Regions from separate parts of the Cricetulus griseus genome. Here regions 1 and 2 are each linked to region 3. The links are chromatin contacts, called in public Hi-C maps. All regions are on one chromosome and are shown on one strand. Each heading gives the region's core, a stretch centred on a gene start, on an enhancer-like site or on the middle of the called end of the contact. The rest is flanking DNA. Distances are from core to core; before and after follow the strand shown. Region 1 has its middle 91 kb from the start of Cd44. Region 2 holds the start of Slc1a2 (excitatory amino acid transporter 2). Region 3 holds the start of Pdhx (pyruvate dehydrogenase protein X component, mitochondrial).

Region 1 (3,283 bases), core at 283-2,782, 270 kb before region 3:
GGCAAATGATAGTCACATTGCAACTTAATGTTTCCCTCATGATCTCTGAGTCTTTTTCAAAACATAAAATGCAGATTAAGTCAGAACATGCATGATTAGTTGTACCCTGACTTTTCCCCTCCCAGACTACCCAGAAACACTGGTCCTCCACACAAGCCTTTAGTGAAAGGACCCCCACCATCCCCCTCTTTTGTCTTCTTGGATTAACCTTGAGGATTCAAGGATTAAAGTCTGGTAGCAGAATTCAATTCCCATGTAGATCAAAAAGACTTTTTTTTGAGAAGTCCACTAGGGGGCATGTTATCAACAGGCCAGAGAGCCAACAAGATGGCCAAAAACCACAGAGAAAATGACAAGTTTCTAGAAAGTACATGAACACAGGTGTCAGGGACTCTTTGCTCATTCAGTGAGACTCCAGCTTGGTGTTACATGAAGAGAGACCACAGCATTGCCAATAGCTTTGCAGGTCAGGCTACATTTTGTGTTTCTGAGTTCCAGTGGTCCCCAAACCCAGACTTCAAAGATTTAGACAGTAAGCCAAGAGTGGCTAATCACCCTGCTGGAACTTCATATTGTAAACCTGACTCATGGGCTTGCTTTATAGCTATTATTATTTATGTAGCTACTGTGTTCTCAGACGAGACAATGAACAGCTGTTAGTTATTTGCTCCTGAATAACTGTTAAAGTTCCGCTCTTCTTTTCATGCTTTCCTTTTTATCTTTCTGACAGCTTTTCCTGGCAATTCTCTCTTTGTCCTTAAGCAGACTTCACATGACAAGAGGAGAAAGTAGAAAGCAAAGTTCTTGCAGAACTCCAGTGACTTACAGAGAATTCTGGCTTGCCCACTACTGCTCAAAACCAGTCTCTCCAGTTCTGGGCAGATGAATTCCAAATTACCTGCATAGGCTCTGTTGAGGCAGGACCCTGGAAAGGGGTACCCATTCCCTCCTCTCACAGTAACAAATCTGCCTAATTCAACAATTCAAAACCGGGGGCGGGTTCCCTTTCCTCTCTGATAGCCATTTGAATATCAGGGTGAGAGAACTAGGGATTCAGCAGTTCCATTCTTAGAAGTCTTAAGACAGGTTCAGGGATTCTTGGATCGTTGTTGACTTCCCTTTCAATCGTGATTCATGGTCTATCCAGCTCCCTACTGTGTATCACACAGAAATGGTGTTAAAGCTGTCAGGAATGAGGAGGAACGTGAAAGCCTTATGCATTTATCAAATTCCATCATCTCATTTAATTTCCCAGATGTCTTTCTGATAGAAATAATTATCCCCATCTTATAGATAAGAAAAACCAAGACACAGGATTGCTAAATGAATTAAGATGCACATAAGTAAACAAAAAAAAAAAAAACCGCCAAAGCTGGGTTTGAACTGAGTCTGGTTTTAAAGACTATCATGCTCAAACTAAGTGTTACCTGTCTTTGCTGGAGTTTGTGCCATTTCTCCTCAGGGAGTGAGGATAGAGGAAGTGGTTTGGATGAGACTGCTGGAAAACAGCAGTCACCGCATGATGAAGTCAGCAGTCTGGAAGTCTGAAGGGGATGGGATGGAGGGGGCAGGAGATGGGGAGTCCTAACAAGCAAACAAACTACTGGTGTTGAAGACCAGATGTCAGCACAGGCAAGGAATGGAGCCCGAGGCCAAGGCACTGGATCAGACTTCCTTCTTACACGACCCTTTGCGTGGGCCATCATGGCACAGCTCCCTACACTTCCGAATGACTTGATCCGTCTCCTTCCAATAAATGCAGAATCTGTGAGGTCCTTTATGGCTTTCTAAACAAACTCCATCAATATAGCCTACATGGTGCATCTCTTCACTTACTCCCAACCCTTCCCAGTAGCTTCTGGAGGACTCTTTCTACCTCATTAGGCACAGAAAGCTAGCTTAGGAGTGCTGGCCTGACTCGAAAGGTTTGGAGATGATCTATTAATGTCAACAAACTCAATTTAACACACTTATGACGATAGGCAATAAGACATAGGAAGTCAGAGCCCCATCCTAACCATACTGCTTTCTGCTTGGGTGGTTTGGAGACTACAGTGTATTTCTCTGTGTTTGTAGCTGACTCATCCATTAAAAATGGGATAAGAATTCCTCTTTTACTATTTGAGTGCATAACCACACATATCTACAAGTGATCAGTAGTAAATAGTAAATTTTGAGGCCATATTTGATCTGGGACTTTTGTCACCATTTGGAGGTACAAAACACAGAACCTGTTTTCAAGTGGTCTGCTGTAGTAGAAGAGACAGAATGATGGGGAAATGGATAGAATTTAACTGTATCAGTAACCTGTGGACAAGGTCAAGGTGCTATTAGGGAAGGAGAGTATGCTCAATCTGAATAAAGGTGGGGTGAGACAACTTCCTGAAGATGACATCAAAGCCATGGGTGGGTGCCCAATTTTGGTTAATGTGTAGCCACATCTTGGGTAGCTAATATTACATCAAGGATGCCAGCTGTTTGCTTTGGTGACTCCTTGCTCTTAGGTCTTGCTTTGAAAACAAAAGCTCTTCTGTGAAAAATCAATGAGCTTACCTCACAAGGTGCCCTGGGTTCTGAAATAATCTGGATATAGTCACCCTAAGTTAATAACCACACAATTAGGCTCAGAGTTCAGGAAATTGGAAGGGATGGTGAAGGCAGAGACTAAATACCTATGTACATGTGTACATGACAGGTAGGATGTGTGTGTGTGTGTGTGTGTGTGTGTGTGTGTGTGTGTGTGTGCATGTGAGTATTGTATGAATGTGTTCGTATGGATGTATGCGCCTGTACGTGAAGACCAGAGGTTGATGTTAAATGTTCTTGACATCTCTGATTTTTTTTCTACCTTAATTTTGAGATAGGTTCATTCACTGAAACTGGAATTGGTCTATTAAGCTAGCTTGGCTGGCCAATGAGCTTCAGAGGTCTGCCAGTCCTGGGTTTACAGACCTAGTGCCACCACTGCTCTTGGCTATTTATGTGGATGCTGGAGATGAGGATTTGAGTCCTATATAGCAAGTGCTTTATTGACTGCTCCATCTCCCCAGACCCTGAGTTAACATTTTTGAGAGCCTATAACATATCAGGCAACACTAAGTACCTCGTCTAATAAGGGTAACCCTATCACAGTTTTCCTGTCCACCCCTTTATTGCAGATGATGAACTAAGATTCCAATTATTTAAGGCATGTGAGCAGGGTTATATTAAGTAGGTGAGAGAATCAATATTAAAACTCAACATTTAATACTGACTCCAAAGCTCATGCTCTTTTTAATGCTCT
Region 2 (3,215 bases), core at 108-2,607, 400 kb before region 3:
GCATTGGAACTATCTTAATTTATTTTCACCTCCACTTACTATCTTCATCTCAGTGAATGTTGGTGTAATTGAATTGTCTGCTCTGGGAAAGAGACTCACAAGGGCATAGAGAGGAGAGAAGAAATAGGCTTAAGCCAGCAATAGGGCCAAGGTTTTGAAGAGATGTCTTTTTTGCTCCTCCAGAGGTGTTCATCTTTATAGGGTGCTGGTCAATGGAATATCCCTATACAGCAGTCAATAACCAGTCTTTTGATTGCCAAGTCTTAGCAGGGTTCAGGTCGTTACAGACGCCACCATTTGGGCAGCAGCTCATCTCCTGAAGCCAAAAATGGATTTACCACGGTCCATGGTGTCCCTGCTCTGCTGCCTAGGAAAGACTACAAACTCCTCTCTCTGCACCTTTTTCAGAACACAGTGGGCTCTAGTCAGATGAGTATATTTGATGCCCCCATGTTTCCTGAGACCACCTGTCTCTCTTCTGAATCTTGTTTATTCTCTTTTGTTGTCCTTTGCAAAGGGAAACGAGAAGCTGGGATGGACATTTAGATACACGGAAGAGAGCTGAGGCAAAGTTGGTATTTAAATTGCATTAGTGAATAAAACTTCTTGTGCTTGACAGTTAACTGCTTATAAAGCTGATTTAGAAGAACAGTTACCAGAAGCTGCCAGTGCTGTGGCTAAATTGTTGCTTTTGATTGCTAAGGAACATCTCAGAATATTTAATCATTCCCAATGGAGTCCCCTTACTGTGACTTGCTGCTGGTAGAGAAATGACCTCATTAGCATGTGTGTTTGCTGCTAACCTGAACAAGAACGTTTATACATACATACATACATACATACATACATACATACATACCCCCTCAACACACCCTAGAGTGGAGTCCTTTGCTTCTGTTTCTTGGTACTTCACTGTGCTTCATGGTCTGTGTGTTCTGTTGGAATAAGAGGTCGAATACCATTCCAGGAACTTTTAACAGGAAAAAGAGCTAGCTAGCTATGAGCTTTGCAGGGCAGTCCCTAGCTGCAGCCACCCTCTGTCATTGGTAGGGTGATTACAGCTAGATTCAGATCCAAGGCTGCAGATTTTGAAGTGAAAATAGAATCAAAGCATAAATTCTGCATTTTCTCATTTCCTCTACTACAGAAGTTGTTGTGAGTTCTGAGAACCAGGTACTTACCCATTTGCTGTCTTCCTCCTGTCAGAAGACTCTTAATACATTTCTAGTCAGCACCAGATATCAATGCCCAATGTTTGCATCATTGTTCTCCAAAGAGGCCCGGCCATTTCTCCCAGCAGGGGGCGCAATGGAACTGTATGGCCACAGGCTGGGCACTGGGGATTTTCCGGCCACTCTGAAGCAAGCTAGAGGGCAAATCGTCCTTTCCAAGGCCAGAAGCAGCTGTTGCCCAGATTTTAAAGAAAGGAAGCCCTGATACTTTGGTATTGTACATTCCAAGTCACCCTGAGTTGTCCAATCAGACAGATATCCGTAGTTCTTTGGGGGCTACAGCCAACTGATAGCCTTGGGGACCTGAGGGAGTTGGCAGTCTTGGTCTTCATTACCTGCCCTGGCCCTGGCAATCTCTTTATCACCCTGTCCTCACCCTCCTGGATTCTCCTCAGCGAAGTTCAAGAAATATCACTGATTCCGGATTCAGGTATGTGCGAATGGTTTCTGTCTGGGTTATTGACAAGCTTCTTTGAGGTGAAGAGGCAAGTAGAGAATAAAACACAAATCTGCTCTAAGGCTGAATGGAAAGGTACCTGAGGAAATAAAGAGAACATTTGGACACTTGGAGAAGTCCCAGAATAAACAGTTCATGAATGGAGGCATGGAAGCTGATATTCTTTTCAAAATGACTAACTAGGCACCCCAGAGGGCTAGCTTGTGTTTCAAGCCAGGTGGCAACAAAATCAAAGCAGGCATGGAAACACTGTTTTAGTTAAAAAGATACACTCCTTTAGGAGTCCAAGATTGATACCAGGTCCATATGTTCTCTAAAGGGCTTCCCCTTTGCCTGTGGCTAAGCTACCAGAGGCAAACCAGTCAGGGGACAATTTGCCCACATTTTTTGAAAGCAGGAAACCCATTATTCTGCCCAGCTGTGGCTTTAATGTCTCACTGAGGGCATTTTAAGTGAAGCCTTGGAATTCTTCTGTCATTAGCTCATGGGATGTTTGTTGAGTGGCTGAATGAGTGAGAGTCTCCAGAGAGGGAGCTGACTGGAGGAGTCTTTATCACAAGAACTTCTGATTTCTCCATGAAGAACATCTCGGATTACTTGGGAACAAACAGAAAACAGAGAAGCAGGTCCAGCCAGCTTCACAAGCATGTGGTGTAGTGCTTGGCAGAACTTTTCAGTAACAAGTGGCTTCAACTTGTTAGTTTGCACTGTACCCCACAAATTATGTGGCCTGTTCTAACAGAGAGCCATTCAGGAACAAGCTTATATATGAAAAGCTCCTCGTGGTGACAGTGAACAAGAGATGAGAGTAGACCCTTTGAATACTTGGTATTTTGCTGTATGCTACAGTAATCAATGAAATGCTTTGCATAAAAGAGCTTCTAGGAGCCAGTGTTGGACAGTTATGAAGAAGTTTGAATCCTTGCTTAAAACCCCCAAAAACCTCCTATCTCTTCTCTCATTAGCTTAAGTCTTCAGGAAAGTTAATGAGCCTCTGTAAGACTCATCTTTTTTTAAGTAGGGACAATGCCACCTACTCAACAGGGTTTGGCAGACAAGGTATATGTAGAGTACTCTGGGCACAGTGCCTGGGATATGGATGACTCTCAGTAAAGGTAGCTGTCATTGTTCTTGGAATTGTAACTCTGGTTACCTGTAGCCCTCTGTGCTCAGTGTGCTTTTCCATCAGGCTCCTGAATTCGCAGACTGCATGGTACACGTGACGTGCACCCACAAGCACATTTGCTAAGTTTTTCCCATAAAGCTATTGGTGATAAGATTAGAAAAGTAGCCCAGGTGTCTTTGATGGTATGAGTGGCATGTTTGCACTTGTAGGCTGCTGGAAGATTTCCCCTTTCTCTATGCTTTTAGCTTTTTACTTGTTTTACTTACTTACACATCTTATTCCAAATACATAGTGTCTTTCCAAACACCAGAAGGGAATTCTGTAGATAGTTTCATCCTGACACCGTATACTCAAAGTTAGTATCAGAGTTAAAGGTCCACCCCTACTCTAAATGCTATAA
Region 3 (2,928 bases), core at 314-2,813:
CAAGGTGTCTGTCTGGAGGGTGAGGAACAGGCAAAATGTCAAGATTTATCTGTTGGAAACTGCCTATGTGAATTTCTAAAGGCAGAAGCAATCGACTGTAAGGAGATCTTGGAAACTGCCCATTTTTGTATGCAAGCACATAAACTCTTTTTTTGTTAGAGTTTAGGGCATTCAGATGCTCAAAAATATTTCACAAGCAAGGGTAAGACCCTTCACAGGCAATTCCACCCAGTTCTAAGCTTGTAACATTCCATGATGTTTTGAGGCAGGGAGTCTCAAAAGTCTTGATCCATCAAGACTTACAAAGTGTAAGGAGCAGATTCCTAAGCATCCCTGAGTCAACGTTTCAGCTAAATGTAGGAAAGTTCAATTTTCACAAATGAGGATGAGGACGGGGCAGAGAAAACAGTATACACTACATTGTTAAAGACCACTATCAAGGGGCATTTATTAAACATCATACCAAAAATGACTTAGGTTAATTCCCATTACCCACTCTTTAGGAACCCCAAAGCACCCACTTTACTCTATAAGCTGTGTTTTTGTTTTTGTTTTGTTTTCTGGGCCTCAAACACCTCTGAAAGTGTGGACAATGCCTATTTCACCAGATGGTGCTAAGAATGATGACTTACATCTCTAATGATTCTGAAAAACGTCATCTCTGTCCCTCTAAACCCCAGCCCATACTCACACATGTAAGAAAGGTCCTGCCATTTGATATTCTGTATGTTAAATAATGGAAGAACAGTGGGTTTATCTCCGAGTCCAATACCATTACTTAAGAGCAATTTTATGCAAGAGCTTGTATGAATCTCATGCTACATGTTTTACTTGAAACATTCTGGTCATGTCTGTGATTCTGTATTTCTAATTTAAGTCTTGTATGCTGCAAAGGAGCCATTAAATGGAATTAAGATTCAAGGTTTCACAATAAGGACAGGCCCTTTGAATGAATAAGGATGGGTAACAGTGTATGGTCATCTTTATTACGATAGAGATGAATGATGAAACTAAAGGAATCTGACATGTGACTGAAAAGGGTCTAAAATAGGGGATTTAAAACAGACCCCATCTCGGTAACATCTAAATAAACTCAAATTCCAAAGCAAGGTCACAGAGAAGCCATATAGCCCTGGAGGCCAAGGACCGAGTCAAGCTCTACCAAGTCTGAAGACGGTCCTTTGCCGCAAGGCTTGCCATAGGCTAATTCAGGAGACCCGTTCTGGGGGAGGTTGAAGGGAACGGGGAGACTCGGCACCTACACTCACAAAAGCGGGTCCCCAAACAAGAACACCCCGATCCAGGCCCATTGCTCAGCTAAAGAGAGAAGTTCAACGAGCGCCAGCCACTCACCCTGCAGCGGCTGAGCGCCATGAAACCACCTCCAGCTCGCTCCACGGCCGACAGGCCACGCTGCAGCACCCTGAGCCCGGCCCAGGCTTCGACGGCTGCCGAAGCCCAGGAGGTAACGTAGCAGCGGCAGGTCACAGCGAAGCCTCCAGGAGGCCGCCATCTTCCCGGCCTTCTCCGGGACGGCTTACAGCGCGGATAGACCGGCGGCCTCAAGGACCGCCCAGGCCCCGCCTTGCATGGGCTAGCCCCGCCCACAGGGCGCGCTCCGCACCTTAGGACTCGAGGACTATCGTTCTAACACCGCCTCCAACCCTCATGGGCACGCCCACCAGCTGGTCTGCGCCGGCGCAGGTTCTCCTAATGGACGAGGCCCTATGAGATCCCGCCTCTCGCTCTTGCTCCGCCCCCAGGCTGCCCTCTCTGCCGCTTAATAGCGTTCTTGCCAGGAGTCTTGGCCTGGAAAGAGCGCGCGGCGGGTAACCCAGCGCAGGTCAGGGCCATGTCTGGCTGTCACGCTCAAGGAAACTGTTGCTCGCGTCCCTGCGGCGTGCAGGTAAGGACAGCGGTCTGCGATACACAGGGTGGGGTTTCGATCGGGCATTCTAGATGCCTGATCCCCAGCTCAGTCCGCGCCAGTCCGAGGTCCCTCCTTACCCGTAGTGGGGTGCTCAACCTGAACTGCCCAGGCTCCTGGAAGACAGCACCTGTTTTTGAGTTGTCCTTGTTTGCCTTACTTGACATTATGAAATGGGAAATCGTGGAAGTGATTCTTCTTTAAGGCAAATGGGCCCTCGGGGTGCATGGGTTTTTCTTCCGGTTAAACACGCCACAGTCTATGGAATGCCTTCTAGGTGCTAAGAAAATGGTGATCAAGAGAACTAAAGCCCTGCAGAAGACTAAGGGGGAAGTGCACGGAATTATCTCCTTTTATTAGCCTGTATTTAGGCCTAAGGTCTCAATTAAAAGTAAAATACAGGAAATTTTTGGTGCAGAGAATTTGTGAACTGTTATTGTCTTTGAATAAATGGCTTTCCCCAAATTCATAAAGAAAACCTTGGCTGGGCGGTGGTGGCACAGCACTCTGGAGGCAGAGGCAGGTGGATCTCTGTGAGTTCAAGGCCAGCCCGGTGTACACAACAAGTTCCAGGACAGGCTCCAAAGCTACAGAGAAACCCTGTCTCGAAAAAAAAAAACAAAACAAAAAGAAAGAAAGAAAGAAGGAAGGAAGGAAGGAAGGAAGGAAGGACGGAAGGAAGGAAGGAAGGAAGGAAAGAAAACCTTGTAGTTAGGCAAGATTGAGAGGGAGATCTTGCATATAAGACACATTCATTGGTGGCCATCCCTAGGCAGGTGTATGAGGAAACTAGAAGCGAAATATAAGAATCATTGCTAAGATGTCTCCATAGCACAAGTGTTTAAGTCTGCCGATTAGTAAATCTTGGTGAAGGTCATCATAGACATACAGATTTTTATTTTCATCTTAAGTATTGTGCCAGGTTGGTAAGATAAACTGTGATCCAAGTGTGAATGAATTTACCAATACAAAAATTAGCCACACACAAATAAGAAGCTGAA

The links. A called contact is a pair of places that touch in the nucleus more often than the background predicts.
Region 1: a contact with region 3 is called in a Hi-C map of the CHO-K1 cell line, with 4 times the contacts expected there. The contact joins the enhancer-like site here to the promoter of Pdhx in region 3. A contact is called at or near these places in 3 of 8 Hi-C or Micro-C datasets (the CHL-YN cell line and the CHO-K1 cell line).
Region 2: a Hi-C map of the CHO-K1 cell line shows a contact between it and region 3, with 4 times the contacts expected there. The contact joins the promoter of Slc1a2 here to the promoter of Pdhx in region 3. A contact is called at or near these places in 5 of 8 Hi-C or Micro-C datasets (the CHK-Q cell line, the CHO-K1 cell line, fibroblasts and 1 more).

The regions. Positions count from the first base shown.
Region 1 is chr6:74,853,265-74,856,547 of CriGri-PICRH-1.0, reverse strand. No RefSeq gene overlaps it. Among named protein-coding and RNA genes, the nearest start is that of Cd44, 91 kb to the right of the region's middle. Within about 2 kb of position 1,532, at least 2 of the 6 cell types and tissues checked have open chromatin away from gene starts, as enhancers often do. A contact at or near this core is called in the CHO-K1 cell line, where this site is marked.
Region 2 is chr6:74,977,530-74,980,744 of CriGri-PICRH-1.0, reverse strand. Slc1a2 (excitatory amino acid transporter 2) reads left to right here and starts at 1,357. Exons shown (of 11, transcript XM_035446778.1): 1 at 1,357-1,662.
Region 3 is chr6:74,579,684-74,582,611 of CriGri-PICRH-1.0, reverse strand. It overlaps Pdhx (pyruvate dehydrogenase protein X component, mitochondrial), which reads right to left and starts at 1,563. Exons shown (of 11, transcript XM_027422371.2): 1 at 1,354-1,563. The coding sequence starts at 1,513. Apip (methylthioribulose-1-phosphate dehydratase) reads left to right here and starts at 1,753. Exons shown (of 7, transcript XM_027422369.2): 1 at 1,753-1,906. The coding sequence starts at 1,853.